5 separate regions of the Mus musculus genome follow, and regions 2, 3, 4 and 5 are each linked to region 1. Evidence: chromatin contacts called from public Hi-C and HiChIP or PLAC-seq data. All regions are on one chromosome and are shown on one strand. The core of a region is the stretch at or near the end of the contact, and the rest is flanking DNA. Distances in the headings are between cores, read along the strand shown. Region 1 overlaps Nrp1 (neuropilin 1). Region 2 has its middle 9.2 kb from the start of Gm32590. Region 3 has its middle 3.7 kb from the start of Gm32532. Region 4 overlaps Pard3 (par-3 family cell polarity regulator). Region 5 overlaps Pard3 (par-3 family cell polarity regulator).

Region 1 (2,700 bases), core at 51-2,550:
AGAAGGAAAGAAATCTCACAAGCCACAGCCTAACTATTTATTTTCATCACCATTCTGCAAAATCAAGAAGCGCAAAGTTTGTCTGTTGTGCCTGCCACAGAGTTGGCAGTTTTACAACAGCACTTACCACAAGACTGGCTCAGGAAACCAAGGTTTACACTGTGCCCGGGCTGAGAAACACCCTGGGAGCATCCCCCTTATCCTTTAGCTCAGAGGAAAACCCAAGGACTCTGTCCGCCCAACCGTGCGTGCGGGTTATCAAAGGCTGCCCTCTTTTGTTTTCTGTTAGTATTCTGTGACATTCTTCCCCACAGACTCACATGAAGGGAAGCAGTTGTATAAGCAACCAGAGGTTTTTTTTTTTTTTTTAAATACTTTAGAGTTAATCATTAGAGGAAGGTGAGAGGGTCAGCTTCCCAGATTCTTCCATTTCCTTTATTGAAGTTCACTCAGCCTTGGCCTCTGCAGTCATTTATTAATGGACCGTGTGGTGTGTATCGGTGTTTCCTCCACACTGACTGCCTCACAGAGGACTAGAAAGGACTTCCCTAATTAGCATGCTTCCTTAAAGGCCACTGTTACCATTGACCTAATTAAACTGTAAGACAAACTTCTTTGGAACTTTCCCCCAGTTTTCAGGAGTTCAGCTGACAAAACGCTTGCTCCCGCATCCCAAACCCCTCAGACGTTAGGCAAAGGAAATCCCCCAAATGCTGTGTTCCTGCTCATACCTGTTGTAATTTGACTTTAGTCACAGTGTCTGTCTGCAGATATTTTACTCTTCCCTGTCTGTTACCAGGAGGACGGCCCTGGTCTGCAAATGGGGCTTCTCTGTGGGGGTGAAGCTGTAGGACTATGACTCTCAATATACTGTCTTTGGCCCTCTATCAGAAGAGGATGAAGGGAGTATATGAAGTTGTGATGACGCCATGTACATTTTAGTTGCTCATCTAGTTTCTTTTCTTGCCAGAAGTGATTAGAAGCACCCTGAAGTAGTCTCTCTACTGCTTCGTTAGTCTCTCATCTCCTCTATTAAACGAGCATGGCTATCTTCAAAAAGCATGAAAGTGAGAGTCATGGTGACCACACCAGGAGAGGTTTTGATAACACATTTGCTTTCAACAGGACCTCTTGGTCATGCTTGTGAAGGTCTTATAAACAAGGGGCTGTCAGCCCAATCTTAGCATTCACCAAAGTCAGAGGGCAGGTGTACAGCGCATGAATCCATAAGATTTGTTACTACCACCATCTAGACAAAGACTGGTTCTAACAGCCTGGCTGATCATAGAGATAGACAATGTCTATATGGTTTCCTGTTTATTCCATTGTCTGAGTTATAAATCTGGTCTTCAGCTCCTCACTGGAGGGTCATGAACTGTTGACCTTTAAAAGCTATCTGTTCACTGCAACCTTCTGGTTAGGTCACTGCATGGGCCTCACAGAGATGGAATGTGCTTCCAGACAGAGGTCTAGCTCAAGGTGAGGCTGACCACACCTAAAACTTGATGCATTACAGGCCTCTCACACTTCACAGATGGCCTCAGACAGACCCTATGTCTTCATCAAAATTCTGTTTACCTGAGCAGTTACAAACTAAGCAAAATCTTAAGATTCTGTTTTAAGAACTGAGTGGGTATCTCAGTAAGTGTATGCAAGCACTTACCCCTGCTGTGCAAGCATGAATTCCTGAGTTCCATCATCAGAATCCACACAAAAGCAGAGTATATGGAGCATGCTCAGAGATAGAGACAGGCAGATCGCCATGGCTCACTGACTAGCAGGCTTGGCCTACATGGCAAGTTCCAGGCCCCAGTGAGAGCCAATCACAAAACACAAGATGGATGGTGCCTGAAGAATAACATTTGAAATTGACCTCTGACTTACACATAGATATACACACATACATGAACATGTGCATACACACACACACACATAGAGGAGAGAAATTTATCTTGAGGATTCTGATCAATACAAGAAACTCAGCAGGAATACAATATCCATATACTGCCTAGGTTGCTGTCATTAGAGGCATAAAAGGGTATTCATGCTTGGACAGACCCCTCTGTTTAATGCAGTTCTCTTTACAAAGGACTTTGACCCTCTGAGGGTCTTTCCACATCCTCACAGCAGCTCACAGTATGTTGGTGACTTATGATTGTGTGGGCTTCCATATCCCTCTTGCTTGGACTTTAGGACCAGCTGATAACCAAGCAGTGATCATACTAGATAGGAACCTCGACTTGAAAATTAAATCCTTGCTCACATCCTGTGCTTAATGACCCAACTGCAGGCAAGATCCTTTCAGCAGCACAGCTGGCATTTGCTCACAGAGGCCATAAATTTGTTTTAAGTTCAGAATATTGTTTCCTGCTATTTTTAAGAAGGGATTTAGTCCAATTATTACTATTGAATTTAATGAGAACTGTGCACAACTCCAGGGCCTGAGTAATAATTTAAAAGCTTAGCCATCAGGGTCCCTGCATCTTCATATCTTTCCTCTACTCAACTTTCTTCTCTTCTTTCTCTGTCTTTTTCTTCTTCTTTCCTGATCCTTATGCAGCTTTTTGGCTTTTTGTTTTTTGTTTGTTTTTGGTTTTATTTGTTTGTTTTTCCCTCTACAAATGTCTGTTGATACTTTGGATGATTGGTCACCTTCATATCCAAGGTGAATTGTCAGCACTGAATTCTACAATCCAGATC
Region 2 (2,700 bases), core at 100-2,599, 670 kb before region 1:
TTACGTAATTATATTATAATCTCAAAAAAAAGAAATCATCTTAAAAATTTAATCTAAAAAAAATCACCTTCAATATTTTACATGGTTGTCATGGTGACCGTTTTGACAGACACAGGATCATGGTTCCTTATGTGGCCTGGGATTTGTGTCCAGGTCTTGGTGGATGGGGACAACTGCCGAACAGTCTTTTTCTGCTCTGAGATCCTGAAGGATGCTATGCTTGTCACCTCTGCTTGCTGCCGTGCTCCTGGCTACTCTACTTCTGCTAAGCTTTCTGGTGGAATGGGTATCTGTACCCGTGGGCCTTCAGATGGAAAGTTCATTAGCAAAATACAGAAAGCAAATAGAAGATCTGGCAGTTTCCTTAGCAGGAATCCCTGGGGTGTACACTGGTGAGCACCTGGGTTTTCAGAAGTGAAGGGTGGGCTGTGGGGATGATGCTCAGTCTCTGGGGCTACAGGCTGATTCCTGTCCTTTTTTCCCAACCTCCTCGAGATCCTCCTTATTATTCTACAGTGTACTTCTAAATATTTTTGTTTTTTTGAGAGTCTTAGGCATTTACCTTCCAAAAGACAATTTTGAATAAGGTCAAAGGGATATCTGCTGTCCCCACTTAGAATATACAAATTAAAGAATTTATTTCCCAGGAGCTGGCTTTAATTATTAGTCATATGGAGGACTTGGGGATCCTGACTTGGGAATCAGGATATTACGTCGTCACGCTAGAAGACTGTTTTGAACCTTCACAGACTGATCCAATTAATTGCTCCTTCCCACTTCTTGCTGCCTTTGTGAGCCATTAGTCCCTCTTTTGAACTCCACTTCCTGCTCACCACTCAACCTTCACAATCCCACACAGATACTCTTTTTTTTTTTTTTCCCTCCCCTTTATCTTGGTCTCTGTTTTGGTTTAGCTGTCTTTCCAATCCTCTGAATGAAGACTTGACTTGCACATAAGGGTGTCACCTGTGAACTGTACTTCTTGGTGGAGGATGGAGGGGACTGGGATTCATCATTCACTGAGGCCCCAGTGTGAAGTTTCTAGGGCCATGATTAGTTCACTTGACAATTAGAGCTGTCATCTTGGTACAGTGGCTCGTAGTTGAGCCTACCAGCTCTTCTGCATCTGTGGAGTCATGATCAGCCCTGTTTATCTCTTTTACAAAACTTGGACAGGGAAACTCAGCAACCTGGGTTTTGCCCTGACCTCACATGAGCTGGAATAATGCTGGTGGTTTGTACTGAGAAGGAGGTAAGGTAATCTCACACAAGCCAAGTTGTAGGGAAGAGACAGCGATGTATTCTTTCGAGGTTACACCCCCAATGACCTACTTCCTGAAACTTGCTCCACCCCCTGTGCCTTCTATCCCCTCTCACGAGTTCATTCAACTATGAATGCACCAGAAGATGAAGAGGAAGCTGAAACTAGCTTCCTCATGATGTAGCCACAGCCTGAAAGCCGAAGGTCTCAACAGGGTACTGAGGACCAAACCTTCAATGAAATGAGTCTGTGGGGGGATACTTCATATTAAAACTGTAAGGAGCAGAGAATGATGAAGAGAAAGACATAGTTTGTGGATCGTGTATTAATATATGAGTTTCAGAGAATTAATGCTTGTTCTCAAAATATACCTAAGCATCTGAGGAAACCGAACAAAACTGAGAGAGGTGAAGGAAGAAAGGATGCTTCTAAAGATAGATGCATCGCTTCCCCTGCCTCCTCCCCCTCTCCCTCTTCCTCCTCCATTTCTTATGAGTGCAGGGATCACAAGCCTGTGCTACTACACTCGGCCAAATGGGGTTTTATTTCTCTCTTTTTTTTCTCTTCTCAAAATAGCTTCCTTTGATTTTTTTTCAATCAGTATATGTTCATTATATAAAATAATGTGTCTCATTTTGGCTCGTTCATGTGCGTATGCTATGCACTTTGATCATACCCACCACCATCCTCATTTCCCCCTCCCCTTTCCACTGAACACTTCCTCTTGCCAAATAACTTCATTTCTACTTTCTTAAAAACCTAGCCTCTGATAGGAAGAAAGGCGTGTCATACTTGTCTTTCCAAGTCTGCCTTATTTTTTATATTATCGTTATATCCAGTTCCATCCATTTTCTTAATAATATTATTTTATTCTTTGAGGCTAAATAAAAGTATTGTATACATGCACCACATTTTCTCTTGTCAGTCACTTCTTGATGGACAAGAAGTCAGAGGTGTCAAATTGATGGGACAGAGGCCTATAGCATGATTGTGCTCAGAGTAACCTTTGTGTTCCTTTCTTCTTCATTATCCTATCCCTGGTCTACTCGACCTTGCAATCATGATGCTTTCTATCTGCTCCAACAGCCCCACCCTGCAAGAGCTTTATACTTGTGCAGCCATAGCCTGCTATAGCTCTGGTGTCTCCCAGTCCAAGATACCTGCACATGTGTGTTTCTCTATGTCACAGTAATTTGGATGTGCTGGTATACATGTGTTGCATATGTGTGTGGAGGCTAGAAATCAACCTCAGATGTTGTTCTTATTCTGGTGATATTCACAAAAGCTCCTGGAAGGAACGTGAATGGTGTGGTTGGAGTCAGGAAGGACAGACCAAGGTTGCTGGGGTGTGCTTTAGCTCACACTCAACACCTGCTCAGGTGAAGCCCAGGCTATTCACAACTGGAAAGAGGGCAGAACGATCTCCAGAATTCCAGTTT
Region 3 (2,700 bases), core at 55-2,554, 800 kb before region 1:
AATGCTCAATATTCAGGAATGAGGACCCAATTGCAGAGCCCCAGTGCCCAGATAAGAAGCTAGATAAGGTAGCAGGAGCCTGTATAGGCATGAGGACCTGAGTGCAGAGCTCCAGTGCCCAAGTAAGAAGCTAATTATGATAGCAAGGGAAGAAGCTAGATAAGATAGCAGCAGCCTGTAATTACAGTGTTGAGAAGTCAGACAGAGATCCTAGAGACTCCCTGGCAGCCAATCAGGTGAGCTCCAGGTTCAGTGAGAAACTTGTCTCAATAACTAAGGAAGGGATCAGTAGAGGAAGGAACACCTAAGGCTGACATTTGCTCTTCATATGCACATTTGGAGCATGCACACCCAACATATGCATACATACCCAGAGGCCTCCACTCACTTGTTCATCTGTAATGCTGGTGTGTCAAATGCTGTTCTTCCGGTTTACGGGCCACATGACTAATCTGGTTTTCCAGACTCCCCTCTTGTGATCATCAGAGGAAAAATGTCAGCATTGGAGAGACAGACAGAACGGCAAATTTTCAAAACTATGTGTAATAGATCTGAAAGAAATATGAGGCTGAAGAGAGGCTCAGTCAGTGGAGCACTTGCCTTTCAAACATGAGGACCAGAGTCTTATTCCCAGAATCCACCTGACAAAAGCCAGGCACAGCAGTGTTTGCCTGCCATCCCAGTCCTGGGAAGATGAAGACAAGCAGATCCCTCAGCCTTGCTCATCATCAGATTAGCACAACTTGTTAGCTCTAGGCCAGAGAGAGACCTTAAGTAAATTAAAAGGGTGTGATGCCCAAAGTTGACTTCTGATGCTCACATACATGTGCACACAAGTACACGTACACACACAAACATGTGCACATATGCACATATCACACAAAATAATCTCAGGTGAAAATTGGCAATAGCATGCTTCCATGTTTTCAATTCTACCCCTGGAGGAGTTCTTAGCTGACTTCTCATGGATCTAAGACAGGTCTATCTACCACTAAGCTGAGCCCTGGCCACACTACAAGCACATTCTATAGACAATCTGTCCCATTATTCTGGTTGACACTGACCAGCAGGAAAAATTTAAAACCTTCAGCTCTTTGCCAGGGAGATAATTATGAGATAAAGTGTTACAGTACCAACCAGAGGCTTTCCTTGGTGGAGGGGGGGTGCCTTGGGGATACAGCAGTATCCTATCCATTATTTCCAAATGGCTGCATCTACAAAGTTGGTAGGACCAGGGCAGGATTCAGAGGCCCAGGTACTGCACCACCCAAGAGATTAGAAAGTATGCATGCCTACAGAGGCCATTTAAGAGGACACGGGTGCCGGGCATGGTGGCGCACGCCTTTAATCCCAGCACTCGGGAGCCAGAGGCAGGCAGATTTCTGAGTTTGAGGCCAGCCTGGTCTACAAAGTGAGTTCCAGGACAGCCAGGGCTAAACAGAGAAACCCTGTCTCGAAAAGCCAAAAAAAAAAAAAAAAAAAAAAGGAGGACACGGGCACATAATATATGCTGAGCTTAAAGTAGAAGCTGCTGGATGGTGGACTTATCTCTGCATCTTCAGTTTTGGTTTGGATATTTTTAGAGAAAGGAAAAAAAGCCCACTTACAAAATATTTGACATTCTAAACTTCTCAGAGTGCTGGCGCCACTGTGGGGAAAGCAGCTAGCAGGCTGAACGACAGTAATGGACTCTTTAAAGTTCTGTCTGTGTGGCGATGCAGCTGTATTAATTAAGGCTCAGGCAGATTTATTGATGTCTGTGGGTCTGTGAATGTCTGTGTTCTGCTGAGTTGGATAAGTTAAAAAGTCATAAGAAAGTATTTGATGAACCTCACCAATTTTTTTTTCACGCCGTGTGTGTAATAAGTAGGCAGCAGTAAAGCCCAGAGACTTTCAAACATTTTTCCCCCTCCGTAGCATACTATTTCGGAATGTGATGAAAGTTTTCTTTTTCCCCTTTTGAGAAAGACTCTCCTATGCCACAAGCTGGCCTTGAACTCTCTGTGTAGCTGAGGATGACTTTGAATTTCTGGCCCTCCTACCTTCATCTCTGAGTGCTGGGGTTACAAATGTGCACCATCACACCTGGTGTGTGTAGTGCTGGAGAGGAACCCAGATCCCTGGGTGCTCAGTTTCTCTAGCCACCAAGCCTCAACCCTGTTCTCCTTCCTCCCACTTTACTCCTTTGCTCATTAATGCAGTTGGAGATTCCTGAAGAGGATATACCTTATGAAAGCAGAGGAGAGGGTGCAGGTGTCCAGATTGTTGAGGTGGGGTTGGGGGAGGAGTTCATGAAGAAAGCAAGCATGCCGTAAGCTCAGAGGACCTCACTGGTAAGGACAAGGCTTCCCCTTCCCCACAGCTTCTATAATGTACTTGCTGGCTGTATTAGTCAGGGTTCTCTAGAGTCACAGAACTTATGGGTAGTCTCTGTATAGTAAGGAAATTTGTTATGATGACTTATAGTCTGTAGTACAACTCCCCTACAATGGTCAGCTGTAAATGGAAGTCCAAGGATCTAGTAGTTGCTCAATCCCACAAGGCATGCAGGCAAAAAAGAGCAAATCTTCCTTCCGATGTCCTTTTGTAGGTCTCCAGCAGAAGGTATGGCCCAGATTAAAGGTGTGTACCCCCATGCCTAGATCTTGGACTTGCTTTTCCCAGATGACCTTGAACTTAGAGATCTTCTTGCCTTAGTCT
Region 4 (2,700 bases), core at 99-2,598, 970 kb before region 1:
GACAATGGATATGAGCTGTGCCCCAGCATGCACAGTTTTGCTCCCACCTCTTTTGAATTCTACACACCTGTCATCAGCTCCATTAATAGGCAACAGGGCATTCTTTTTGTATCAATTTGAGAAGGCACCTGTTTTCACAAACATCATTTACCATTCGTGGGCATCTTTTTAAACCCAGAGTTACTGTTTGCTACAGAATTGTTACCTCAATTACAGACTGATACTGTGATCTAGACAGTGTACAGCCTGGACAGCTGCATGAAGAGATTCTTAAAGGAACCAGAATGAAATTCCAGTTATGTTACTCTCTACCTAGTCCAGCAGCCTGTGAACACTGTGAGCTTATTGCTTACCTGGCACCAGGTGAATCAGGTCCAAGTGCTCCTCACCTCCCTGTTAACCAGGGCGTGTTTGTGCTCTGCATGTTCACTTGTGAATGGAGAGTTTCAGTGCTCCATGAGGTCACCATTTACCATAACGGATGATACAGAAGGGGCCGGGTGAGGGTGGCCATCGGCCTTCACCATCAGCAGTGTGGTCCTCTGGTCCTCCCTCTTCCTGAGGGTTGGTTAATATGGGTTCCTCATGAGGTTTATTGTTTTCCCTTCTGTTCCTCCCTTCATCCATCTAACAACAAGAACACAGTACTATGTGCCAACCCTCCTATAAAGAATAGCAACTCAAGTAAGTCATATCTGTTCTATAGAGCTTTCCAGAATAGTATAGTGCATGGGAGGTTGATTCTATGTGGTGTCTTTCCTGCTCTTGGTTCTCCAGGTAAACCTTCAGGGCAACATCATGGGGGAAGAAAAGTCCAGGTTTGACATATGAAGTTGCTTCAAACCTGGCTCTGAGGTCATTTCTTCAATCCCCACCTAACCCTCTCAGTACTGCACTCTACCCTTAAAGCTCTCAGCAAGCTCTGAAGCCATATTGTTAATTTCTTGATGGCTCTCCACCTGCCCTTTTGCAGCTGTGGATGCCATGAGGCAGTATAGGGTTTATCTTCAACACAGCAGTTGATCTGGTGCTTGGAATAAAGCCTGATCTCAGACAGAAATTCAGTGAATGTCTCATATCTGAACCCAAACATGGCTGCCCCTGTGACCACACTAATGTGGGACTAACCACAAACCCGCCCCTCCCCCCTCAAGGCTTGTGGTCTTTAGGACTCCCTAGTGTAAACTTTTCTTTTGTGTCATTTTAAATTGCATCCATCAGCTTGTCACCTTCATGCCAGTCTTCCCTAGCCTTAACACAGGCTTCGGGCATGGCCTCAGTGTTCCCCTTCCCACAGTGCTTTGCACACAGTGAGGTCACACAGTCAGGAACACCTGCTAGAATCCTGTGAAGGCTGCAGTGCTGGGGAGTCAGCCTTTTCACAGACTTGGGGAAGTTCTGAGGCTTGCACAAGAGGGTGTGTGTGTTCACAAGTGTGGGAAGTGAGGACACGAACCCTTCATTTGCCAATAATAGAAGCATAGTTTGTCCTGGTGCTGCTAACATTAGTGCCCAGGTGACAGAGACAACGCGAACCATCCTGCATGTGCTAATAAGGAGTTCAGGACAGACTCTGACAGAACAGGCTTGCTCTAACCCATGATTGATAGTGTCTTGGGGGAAAGCCAGACGTGATGGATGCCAGTCATAATCTTCTGAGCCAGCCCACTATTTCTAGCTCCCCACAAGTCTGAAGAAGCATGACTGAACTTCATACTTCATGATCTGAGACTTCGTGACCTGGAAAGGCATTTGTCCAGTGCAGTGAAAGAAGAGAGAAAAACTCATGTTAAATGAAGAGCCCTTCCTTTTCAGAAAGATGTCATGGGATGGGAAGGGAAATAAGTTTAAAAACTCAGGTAATTCTGAACCTTGGAATGTACCCAAGCAATTTCCCATGAAGGGTCAAAGGTCAGGAAGGAGGCAAGGGAGGCGATTAAGTTCAAAATATATTATGTGAAATACTCAAAGAATCAGAAAAACTGTATGTGTGTGTGTATATATATACACACACACACACACACACACACATTTATCCATTTATTCATTCATTTATTTATATGAATAGGGGAGTCACAGGTTTAGTTTTACACACAGGGGAAGTCAAACATGCCCAGTGTATATCACTGCCATTTCAAAGACATTTGAGATCTCCGTTCTCTGAGTAAACATCCAAGAGCCTAGAGGATAAACTTCTGAAGGCTAAACCTACCAAACCATTTCCTGCCAGAAGGCACTAAGAGCAGACTGCAGACTCTGGGCCCCAAGATGAGATAGGCTGAATTAGATTAGGCAGCTTACTGTTGACATGTCTATTGATCTGGGCTCCACACAGTTTCCTGTCTCTACCAGCAGTGGGGATGGCTGTGGACAATAATGCAGAGACCTAGTTTATGTGAGGCTGGTGACTCCAAGCATCAGTCACTGTGGGAAGGCAGTGGTACTGGGAGATAAGGGTAAGCTGCTTGCAGTGTTTAGGAGCACTGATGTCCCAGCTGCATGCGTACATCTGAAAAGTTCCCTGTAAATTTCATAGTGTTCTACCCATAGAGTTTCCAGTGTTGCAGTGTTCCAGTGTTTTCCAGTGTTCCAGTGTTTCCAGTTTTCCAGTGTTTCCAGTGTTGCAGGGAGATTTGTTGTTAGGGTGGGGAAGCCCACTTACTCAGATTACTTTGTGCTTTTTAGATACTTACAAGTGTG
Region 5 (2,700 bases), core at 39-2,538, 950 kb before region 1:
TACTCTTTAACCAATTTTATACAATATTTAAACATCCTGATTTGAAGTACTCTGCTTAAAAGTGTCATGTCACAGATCTGGGATGAACTCCTGGTATGCTGTGTAACTCTGAAGAGTCTTTATTAGAACTAATTAGCTGACTAAATATGACTGAGGTCTCACCACATCTGTTAGAGCTAATATTTCTGGAATGAACATCCCACACCGTAGGCAGCTTTCTGTGGAGGACTCCACTACATTTCACACTGCACCTTAGGAGCATTCTGTAGATTCCCCTGTTAGTCCAGTTGGCACATCAGGAAATAACAATGGTTGATCATGTTATGTACAGGTCAAGTATGTTATGGGGGAGGGTGTGTGTGTGTGTGTGTGTGTGTGTGAGAGAGAGAGAGAGAGAGAGAGAGAGTTTGTCCATGTGATCATTCCACAACCACATCAAAAAGTCAGGCACAGTGGCACATCCTTCTATTCCTAGGCTTGCCTACTTAGTAAGTTCTAGGCCAGCAGGAAAGCTGAGTCTGGCCTCAGGCATCCACACACATTCACACATTCAGATACTCATGGAGATTAGAACTAGATAGCATAAGAGTTCAACAGTAGCATAAACATTGGATTAATTGTATGGAGCCCTTTTGACAGATGATTATTCATTAATTATAAATTGTGCTTTCTTTCAGAAAACATTGTTTAGCATATTTATTTGTGAAATGAGGCAGTCCGTTGCTCATGTTGATTTCACACTGAGAAACTGTGTTGGTTTATGTTAAGACAGTTAAGGACCGTTCTGATAGTGCAACGCCAGGAGTGAGGGCATTCACCAAATTAAGTGTCAGTAACACAGGGTGACATTCTAACCAGTATTGGTTCATTGGATTTGACTTCCTCTGAGGCAGGGAATCACATTTGCTGTATAAAGTCTATTTTCCAGTAACCATAAGCAGAAGTGTTCAGAAGCAATATGCAAGGGTAGTAAGTAAGTTAGAAGTGATCAGTTGTGAGTATTCTCATGCATTTATTTGTTTTCAGTGTGTTGTGTGTGCCAGGCAAGTGCTGTGTCTGTCAGAGTACCACACCCATTTTTAAGCAGGTAGATAGAAATGGTGATTGTGTGTGTGTGTGTGTGTACACCTCATTTTTCCATCAGGGAGATGGAGGGCCCAGGAAGCCACATGACTGGTATGGACCCCACAGAGCAGCCCCTGGGACCTGCAGTGTGGGGACTTGCTGTAGCAGAGGTGTCCCAGCCTCTGTTCCCCTTGGCTGCTCCGCAGGGGCAGCTGCCAAGTCTGGCTCCTCATCTCCTTTTCAAGAACAAACTCCATCTGCCAGAAAACATGACTGTTCAGCTCGAAGCATGTCAAAACTCACATTTTGCTGAGTGTGTCTTATTTTGGACAAGCAGCTTGCTTCAGAGCCGGAATTGAAAATTGCTTTCAATATGTAAAGGAGGGAGCATTCTGGAATCAGGGAGGTTATTTATGAAGCTTGGTGGGGGCAGGGGAAGCCTTGCATCATGTTTGGTGGAATGAGAAAGATAAAATTTTAATGTTGAAGGCACTTATATTTTACGTATATTCTGCCATCCCGGTCCCTCCCTGGTACACACACACACACACACACACACACACACACACACAGAGCTATCTCCAGGGCAGTCTCTGAGCCCAAGAATAATAATAGCGATGTCAGTTCAAATGTGAGGCATTGAAAACCTGGGAAGTATCGACTGCCTGCATCTGCAGTGAGAAACCAGACTGCAGCACCGCTCCAAGAAGCTCCTGAAAGGATGGTGAGGAGTTCTGTGAATATAAATCCAAGCTCAAGAGGATAGGTGGACATGGAGAAAATCTAATTAACACAACTGAAAGTCTCAGGAATGAACTGCCCATCACTAAAGAAATGAGTCTGGCAGGGAATGCATCCTCAGAGCAGAACTGATCAAATGCGCCCTCATTGTGGAGGGAGATGCACTTTTCAGATAATGTATTTTGGGAGGTATCATCTGCTTGAGTTCGTTCCTTCTTACAGCAGTTGGAAGTTTGGAGCCTTTTCCTGGCTGTTAACTGGCAGGGGAATCTTCCTATCCTGGCATTCCTTAAATAGATCTCTTTATGTATATATGTATTAAAAATCGCCTTGAAAATACCAAAGTGGGCAAGGAGGGGGAGAAAAACTACTGTTTGTTTCCTCATAGAACTGACATTTTTATTTGAAGAAAAAAAATCCATAAATTTACAATCTCCTTCTTTCTAGGTTTTTCAACATTTCTTGCAAATTGTATGTAAATGAATGCAAATAAGCAGTCCTCACTAGTGCTGCTTAGAAGTGTAAAATGCATAAAATTAAGATGCTGAGAGGAACTTGCATCTAATTAAGGTAGCATGTAAAGAAATGTTTAAATTCAAATTAGATGCTTCAGTGGGAAGAATTACTTGTTTAACTCAAAAAGATGTTTTGTGTGATCTAGGGAAGGCTTGCCCCGCCACTCAGAACTCCACACTAGGTACTGAATTCAACTAACTTAGATGTCAAAGCTGGGTTTAACCCTAGACTTCAGTCAATCTCAAGACAGACAAATAGCATACATTTTCTCTTATTTGTGGTTCTTGGATTTGATATTGAAACATAAAATTACATATATACATATATATACATATATATGTATAATTACATATATGTATGTGTATATATATACATATA

What was found. A called contact is a pair of places that touch in the nucleus more often than the background predicts. HiChIP or PLAC-seq counts read pairs in DNA pulled down with a chosen protein or histone mark.
Region 2: a Hi-C map of bone marrow-derived macrophages shows a contact between it and region 1, with 21 read pairs. The contact joins two enhancer-like sites. A contact is called at or near these places in 1 of 39 promoter capture datasets (the 3T3-L1 cell line), 2 of 484 Hi-C or Micro-C datasets (CD4 T cells and bone marrow-derived macrophages), 5 of 115 datasets of contacts at active chromatin or transcription factors (T-cell acute lymphoblastic leukemia, embryonic stem cells, fibro-adipogenic progenitors and 2 more) and 1 of 9 other capture datasets (embryonic stem cells).
Region 3: a contact with region 1 is called in a Hi-C map of the N1E-115 cell line, with 9 times the contacts expected there. The contact joins two enhancer-like sites. A contact is called at or near these places in 3 of 484 Hi-C or Micro-C datasets (the N1E-115 cell line, bone marrow-derived macrophages and nephron progenitors), 1 of 115 datasets of contacts at active chromatin or transcription factors (embryonic basal ganglia) and 1 of 9 other capture datasets (embryonic stem cells).
Region 4: a contact with region 1 is called in an H3K27ac HiChIP or PLAC-seq map of T-cell acute lymphoblastic leukemia, with 13 times the contacts expected there. The contact joins two enhancer-like sites. A contact is called at or near these places in 1 of 15 datasets of contacts at CTCF or cohesin (the NIH/3T3 cell line), 3 of 484 Hi-C or Micro-C datasets (the N1E-115 cell line, bone marrow-derived macrophages and uterus), 6 of 115 datasets of contacts at active chromatin or transcription factors (T-cell acute lymphoblastic leukemia, bone marrow-derived macrophages, embryonic basal ganglia and 3 more) and 1 of 9 other capture datasets (embryonic stem cells).
Region 5: a contact with region 1 is called in a Hi-C map of the N1E-115 cell line, with 5 times the contacts expected there. The contact joins two enhancer-like sites. A contact is called at or near these places in 2 of 484 Hi-C or Micro-C datasets (the N1E-115 cell line and bone marrow-derived macrophages), 2 of 115 datasets of contacts at active chromatin or transcription factors (T-cell acute lymphoblastic leukemia and embryonic basal ganglia) and 1 of 9 other capture datasets (embryonic stem cells).

What each region holds. Positions count from the first base shown.
Region 1 is chr8:128,488,246-128,490,945 of GRCm38.p6, forward strand. All of the region lies in intron 12 of Nrp1 (neuropilin 1), which reads left to right. Gm32643 (a long non-coding RNA gene) reads right to left here. Exons shown (of 7, transcript XR_003947627.1): 1 at 128-2,700. Among named protein-coding and RNA genes, the nearest start is that of Gm32643, 3.4 kb to the right of the region's middle. Within about 2 kb of position 1,301, at least 62 of the 459 cell types and tissues checked have an H3K27ac peak or open chromatin away from gene starts, as enhancers often do. A contact at or near this core is called in the N1E-115 cell line, T-cell acute lymphoblastic leukemia, bone marrow-derived macrophages and 1 more, where this site is marked.
Region 2 is chr8:127,813,617-127,816,316 of GRCm38.p6, forward strand. No RefSeq gene overlaps it. Among named protein-coding and RNA genes, the nearest start is that of Gm32590, 9.2 kb to the left of the region's middle. Within about 2 kb of position 1,350, at least 47 of the 459 cell types and tissues checked have an H3K27ac peak or open chromatin away from gene starts, as enhancers often do. A contact at or near this core is called in bone marrow-derived macrophages and regulatory T cells, where this site is marked.
Region 3 is chr8:127,693,162-127,695,861 of GRCm38.p6, forward strand. No RefSeq gene overlaps it. Among named protein-coding and RNA genes, the nearest start is that of Gm32532, 3.7 kb to the left of the region's middle. Within about 2 kb of position 1,305, at least 3 of the 459 cell types and tissues checked have an H3K27ac peak or open chromatin away from gene starts, as enhancers often do. A contact at or near this core is called in the N1E-115 cell line, where this site is marked.
Region 4 is chr8:127,513,918-127,516,617 of GRCm38.p6, forward strand. The region is part of intron 22 of Pard3 (par-3 family cell polarity regulator); the gene reads left to right. Among named protein-coding and RNA genes, the nearest start is that of Gm51558, 41 kb to the left of the region's middle. Within about 2 kb of position 1,349, at least 49 of the 459 cell types and tissues checked have an H3K27ac peak or open chromatin away from gene starts, as enhancers often do. A contact at or near this core is called in the N1E-115 cell line, T-cell acute lymphoblastic leukemia and regulatory T cells, where this site is marked.
Region 5 is chr8:127,533,678-127,536,377 of GRCm38.p6, forward strand. The region is part of intron 22 of Pard3 (par-3 family cell polarity regulator); the gene reads left to right. Among named protein-coding and RNA genes, the nearest start is that of Gm51558, 60 kb to the left of the region's middle. Within about 2 kb of position 1,289, at least 21 of the 459 cell types and tissues checked have an H3K27ac peak or open chromatin away from gene starts, as enhancers often do. A contact at or near this core is called in the N1E-115 cell line, where this site is marked.